2 separate regions of the Gossypium hirsutum genome follow, and region 1 is linked to region 2. A link is a contact called in public Hi-C data. All regions are on one chromosome and are shown on one strand. Each heading gives the region's core, a stretch centred on a gene start, on an enhancer-like site or on the middle of the called end of the contact. The rest is flanking DNA. Distances are from core to core; before and after follow the strand shown. Region 1 holds the start of LOC107901000 (E3 ubiquitin-protein ligase AIP2). Region 2 holds the start of LOC107901018 (endoribonuclease Dicer homolog 3-like).

Region 1 (3,399 bases), core at 882-3,381, 550 kb after region 2:
AAGCTGGTATTGATCGTAACAGGCTAAAATACACCGAAATGATCAAAATGCACTGAAATTTTGACCGAAACGGAACATAAACTACTTGGTACCAGTTTAGGACTGGAACGGTACATACCGGCCATTATGGTACCGACTACCATGGTATAAATTACTAGCTTGTTTGGAAATTATATAACTATTTATCATGGATCATAGCAATGATATTACCACATCTCGAGTCCATACCATGTCAAACCCATAGACCTATAGCATGTCCTCGGCAAGCAGCTTAATACTGAAACCAAAGAAAAAAGAAAAAACAAGAGAAACCCGCAATCTATGATAGAGGTGAGCTAAAAAGGTAACCATATAATGTGTTAAAAAGATCAGTATCTTTATTACACCACTTAGTCACACGTATAAATACAATAATGAAATATCATTGAAATTGAGTATAAATCCAATAAGACCAGTCATCTACACATACATGTATTCACCACCACGAACAGCATTTGCAGCACCTTTTCTCTCTTCTTCGGCCTCCTTTTCCCGCTCCTTCCAGCTCTCATAATCATGGTCATCTGTTTGCAGCTCATATCTACAAATTGGGCAAGAATTGTGTTCATCCTGCCACAAAATACCATTGAATATAAGACACAGATAACCCACAATCGCATTTAATCCTCCATCACTAATAAAATAAAATCAAGCACTATTAATTACCAGCCATGGCTTTAAACAAGGAGGATGGAATGTGTGCTTGCACGGCAATTCTTGCATGTTATCGCCAACAAGAAGGTTCTCCTTACATATTGCACATTCAGAATCAGATCCAAGCTTAGCCAGGATTTCTTCTGTGAGAGTAATTACCGGAAGCTCTGCGACAACTTCTTTACTAGCTGGTGGGACTCTTCGAACACCACCCTCATTCTCAAGTATCTTGAAAACAAAGATTAATCCATTCACATGAGTTTCAAATTCTAATCAACTTCTATAAACCAATATATATTCAACTAGCAGATCGCAGAAAAAGTACCTCCGGTATAACACTATCAAGATGATCAATGAGCTGTTCAAGCACATTGGCAGCATTTTCCACTGTGTTAACATTTGTGGCCGAACCCTGAGAAGATTCGGCAGCCGCAGCAGAAGCAAAAGCATTCATGAGATTTGATTGGACCAACCATTGAGGCTGTGGTGGTTCAGGATCCACGGTAAGATGTCCCTCAAATAGATAACCTTTTGGGCAAAACAAAACAGAAATCATTTTAAACATTTCAATGTCCCTGAACATACTTCAAAACTATGTTACTCGAACTTGAATATGAAGGTCGGATACTGACATGAATAAGGTTAGATTTTTCTATGTGTATATTTGTAGGATCCTTGTATATCACATCCGTTCTTAAACAAAAATAAAGAAGTCCAAGCAAGAAAAAAGCAAAGGATTGTTTTCGAAACAAACCTCTGTTGGCGGAAGATTCAGATGATTGGACGGGGTTTTCGATTTCATTCAAGTGTTGCTTAGCCTGAGAAATGCAATTCCTAAGATGACTCTTTTCAGAAGGATCAGAGACAAGGGGTTCCAAGAGTTCGACAAGGCGTAAACCGGCAAGCCAGAAACCGGGTGCGGTGTATCTGGTCTTCAAAATGGTAGCAACACGGCAAACAACGGAATAAAACTGAACGACGAAAAACGATAGCATGTGAAAATTCAATTACCGCTTTAAATTGGAAGAGAGAAAAGATGAATAAAGAAAAGGGGATCTCACCGATTTGCGAAGGGAGGGAGAAGCTGAAGGATAATGGAGTTTAAGAAGGGAATTGATGGAGGAAACTGCGTCCTCGAATCTCTGTTTCTTTCCAAGCTGTTTCTGTAATTCCTCTAATTGTTGCTTCAAGCTTCCATCTGAACAAGAAGAAGACCCCATTCTTTCAACTCTGCAATCAAATTCTTAAAGAAAAAAAAATTCCGATTCTTGAATCTCGTTACTTATTTTATATGTTGGGGGTTTAGAGAATTCTTATTCGAATTTTGTTTTTAAGAGCAGATTTCTTGGCGAGGGGGATAACGAGGGTGTCGGCCGTGGACCAGTCCGCCCGGTTCAATCTTATATGGGCGAATGCCCGGATCTGGAGTGATTTGAAACGACTTAGCGTGCCTATGATAAATTTAAAAATTAAGACTAACAGATGTAAAATTTAAATTTATTGAAACTTAATATTTATTATAAGTATGTATATTTTTTATTTAATTAGGTTTATTTTTATTGATTTATGAAATAATTAGATAAAAAGAGGTTAAAGTTTATTTTTTTGACAAATTTTTGTGATTTGAATTTTTTAACACGGTGTAGCTTTAATATTTTGGTCATAACTTGAGTTACAAACTCCCGTTTTTGGGCCTATAATATACCAATTTAAAAGAAATTGAAAAATATAACTAAAGTTATTTCACAACTCAAGCTTAAAAATGTCAAGAAGATGTTTGAAAATGGCCTAAAAGTCTAACGCAAAAATTGCCTAAAAACCTAAAAAAAATTGTTATTTAATTAATGGCACTTTTATATTTTCTCTATTATATTATTTTTGTCCTATAAATAAATATTATTAGGTTAAGATTTGTGAGATACCTAGCCATTCTTAATTTTATATTGTTTTTTTTAATTTATGGGTTTCTAAACCCTCTTTTCTAGTTGAAGCAATATTCGAAATTTGATTGTACGAGTTTGTAAGATCGAATTCTTTTTAATCTTTCTTTGCTCTTTAGTATTTGAATGTCTTTTGGTTTAATTGCAATTATTCAAGTTTGTTAAATATCCGACCAATATTTGATAGCTTAGAGCGATTGCTTTCTCAATTAGATAATTAGTCGATTGATTGATTTCTAATATTTGTGACGACTGCATGATTATTTATGTAGTGTAAGCATGCGGTCTAACTTAAATAAACCATGACTGTGCACTTGTTGGTTAGAATTGAGTTTCTTTCATTCTTAAAGTTATTGATAAATTAAATTCATAAGTGATTATTATAGAATTATTTATAAATAAAGAAAGCAATTAATGACGATTGTCTTGATTATCAAGAAAGTCAGAAGAGATTAGGTTACTTGGCGATTGGCAATGCCTATAATCAATTTATTAAAGAACATTGAAATTGATCTTGCATCAATGATCAAACTCTCAAATCAAATGAAGAATTTACTTTGACTAGAACTTCTAATTGATTTTTCTCAAAATTTTAATTATATTATAAACAAAAATAATAGATAAAAGATGGATATGAGAATATGAGAATTTCTATTGCATTCTATACTTTTTCATTATACTTACAAGTAGTACAGTCCACTATATATATAGGGAGATTAGACTTTCAATATTCTAATACATAAATAAGAAAAAGTGGTTACAAGGA
Region 2 (3,490 bases), core at 707-3,206:
ACATCATAGAAAAATACATTGATCACAAGTATCACAGTGTTAGAAAGATGGTTGTTGGTGAAATAGTAAATGTTGTGAACGTAACATCTGGAGATAACTTTGCAATTTCGTTTATCAAAACTCTAATCATGTAAAGGGAATGAAAATGCAAAATATGATACATTTAGTTAGGTAGTATAAATTAAGTTCATAGCCCATGAAATTATTGGGAGCAAATGTTTATGTTAGGATTATTATGTTGTCTAAAAGTTTACTTGGAGAGATAGCTTGTCTTAGTTATTAGAGTAAGATTGATTCTCAAGATAGCGACATAGATGTGATTCTATAAATAGACAATATATTCAACTAGACTCAAGATGAATTAATTTACTTGCAATGTTTATTGTGTACTTACCTTAATCTTGAATAAAGTGAAAAACTATGTATGAATGACTTACATATTTGAAATATAAATTCACTTATAGATGGTAAAATCATAATTCAAAAGTTAATGACATTATACAATTTATAAAAGTGGAATGAAAGCATAGGCCATTTGTTTTGTTAAATCGCAAGCTCATTGGAAAAATGTTTATAAATATAGCTTTTGTAATTATAGTGGTTTGACTCTATGATTTAATAACGATGTAATTAATAGACGAAAAATTAAAATTTAATTACATGTTATTTTAGTCTACATTTTATATGTCTAAATGGTTTTTTCGCTAGCTCATAAATAATTGGAAGTTCAGTCATGATATTATAGTGATTTAATGTTATTATAGATGTATTTATGAAAAGAATATCGTCACGACACCATTAAATGTTGGAAAAAATGGATATTTTGGAAGCTTTGAGGCATATTATCGATTAGTAAATGTGGATATTCGAATCATAAAACTATGGTTTTATATTTTACTCCATGAGAACTTTACAATGGTATATCATATGCTCAAAATAGTTGAGTGATGAATGAGAAATTGATACTCAAAGTAAGTCACTTGTGAATTATGTTGAGGAAAGTAGAAAGCTAGTCACTTGTGAATTATGTTGAGAAAGTAGAAAGCTTAGTCCCACATTTGTTAGATATCAAGAGTGAAATATATTTATATATGTGAACCAACTTGGTGGTTATTGAATGACTAAATTAATACTATCTCTCATGCGTAGGGGGCACAAATCTAAACCTGTTAGGGTTGAGGGCACACCCACACGATGTGGGTAACGGGAAATATTTGTATTGGTTTGAGCATTTTTTAGCCCCTATGAATATTTAAGTAATCTGACACGGAAGATACACACTGTGATAGAAGCCATCATATTGTTGTATCCATCTTCCAGTATAATATTTTAATTTTCTATTTTCCAAATTATATATTATTGTTCTTATATATAAATATTTTATAATACTGTCATTTTACTAACATTTTTGTGCAACATTAAAAGCAACCACGGTATCAAATCCACTCTCATTAATATTTCCAAATTTTTAAGCTCACCACACAAGTAATCGCGGGAGAAGGGCTCACTCCAAGAAGAGAGACCACACTTTGCTTAAGTGTAACCTCAACTCCCTCAAATTATCACTTCGAGTATATAACTTAATTATTAAACAAAGAATATGTTAAAAAATGTTGCAAAATCACAATATGCAACATAACACAAGTATGAACTACGTCAACTGTCGAACTGTTATCGTTTCCAACTCATAAGCCAAACCCTCTTACCGCGCATTACATGTCCAATAAAAGAGGGAGGTTTGCATTGCGTGTCCAATAAACATTGGGCTGTCATTGCACATTCCCCATAACGCGCGATAACCAAACAGCTTGGGTTCAAATCATCATTGGGCTGTCATTGCACACTCCCCCTAACGCGCGTTAACCAAAACAGCTTGGGTCCAAATCATCTGATAGTTTCAACCTGTTTCTCTCTGCAGACTCGGCACTGCTACTGTTTTCGAGTTTCAATGAGTTTAAATAAAATCTAACAAAACCCCATCACCAAATTTCATTTTATACTTGTATCATACATTAAGTGCCTTTAGCGAGTCAGTGTTCTTATAGCTTCTGGTAGTTGGCTAGTTAATTGCGACCCGAGGTTTCATTGTAAACCGTTCGGTGTTGGGGCAGGGTTCTTCCTTTTTCTCCATAAAAATAGCCAAAATGAGTTAATTGGAAAATTCCCAGAACAGTACATTTTATATAATCCATGTCTTTGCTGAAGTCCCATTCAACACCCCAATTTTCTCCGGTTATCTTAACCAAACTAATCGTACGTTAGGGTTTCACATATTTTGTGTTTTCACTCTTTTTTTTTTAATACTTATCAGTCCCATTCGGTAAAGGTTTAGTCTTTTTACTCTTATTACAATCTCACAATCTACATGCATTCTCCAAAGGAGGAACAGGGTGAGCCTCTAAAACGAAGTTTCAGTGAGGCGAAGTCAGACCCACCTGATTGGATGGTTCTAGACGACAATGAAACTGCTAAGGAAGAAGACCCTTCTTCATCTTCAAAACCTAAGGACTTTAACCCCAGAGGGTTTGCCCTTTTCTCTTTTTCGTTTTTGAGTGTGGTTGTTATTTGTGTCATTCTGAGTTTTTGATTTTATTTTTGTGTTTTGTAGGTATCAATTGCAGGTATATGAGGTGGCAAAGAGAAGAAACATAATAGCATTGTTGGATACAGGTGTAGGGAAGACAATGATAGCTGTGATGCTCATAAAAGATTTTGGTCAAGCTATCGAGTCTACTGAAAGTAAAAAATTGATTATTTTCTTGGCTCCCACTGTTCATCTAGTCAATCAGGTTTGCTTTTTGATCCGCGAAAGTTTGAATTCCTCCTGGTGAGGTAATTGTAGTTAAACATTGACATTGTGTGTATATATACATATATTTGTATTTGCAGCAATTTGAATATGTAAAAGATCATACTAGTTTGGAAGTTGAACAGTATTATGGAGCTAAGGGGGTTGATGAATGGACCTTGGATTGTTGGGAGAAAGAAACAAAGGAGCATGATGTAAGTTTGCTTATTATCTAGCTTTGATAAGGCTACTTTTTAAGCTAATGCACTGAGTCTTATAAATGTTGAGTTGGATTCCATTTGGTTCTAGTACTCTCACTTTGAGAATCCTCCGCCTTAATTTTTCGTAGTTCGTACTAATGTTTTTCAATGCACTTCTAGTAAAGTTGGCATTTGGTGTTTACTTATCTTTGAAGGGCACCTTGTAGGCATTATTCCTTGATATTCTTTGAAGGCACTATACTTTGTAAATGGGTAGCAAAGCATGGGACATACTTTTTTTCTTCTGCTTCTAGCCCCTTTAGATCAACTTGTTGCTGATATGTATATCTTTATCATTGATCTTGTAGGTTCTGGTTATGACACCCCAAATTCTGTTGGATGCCTTAAGGAAGGCATTCTTGAGTCTGGAGATGGTGTCCTTAATGATAATAGACGAGTGCCACCGTGCTACTGGCAACCATCCATATGCCAAAATAATGAA

Evidence for each region. A called contact is a pair of places that touch in the nucleus more often than the background predicts.
Region 1: a contact with region 2 is called in a Hi-C map of leaf, with 2.0 times the contacts expected there. The contact joins the promoter of LOC107901000 here to the promoter of LOC107901018 in region 2. A contact is called at or near these places in 2 of 34 Hi-C or Micro-C datasets (both in leaf).

The regions. Positions count from the first base shown.
Region 1 is chrD06:16,652,791-16,656,189 of Gossypium_hirsutum_v2.1, forward strand. LOC107901000 (E3 ubiquitin-protein ligase AIP2) reads right to left here and starts at 2,132. Exons shown (of 5, transcript XM_016826814.2): 1 at 1,755-2,132; 2 at 1,448-1,664; 3 at 1,019-1,221; 4 at 706-921; 5 at 358-609. The coding sequence starts at 1,913. The coding sequence ends at 460.
Region 2 is chrD06:16,106,661-16,110,150 of Gossypium_hirsutum_v2.1, forward strand. LOC107901018 (endoribonuclease Dicer homolog 3-like) reads left to right here and starts at 1,957. Exons shown (of 27, transcript NM_001326896.1): 1 at 1,957-2,584; 2 at 2,610-2,818; 3 at 2,919-3,003; 4 at 3,357-3,490. The coding sequence starts at 2,444.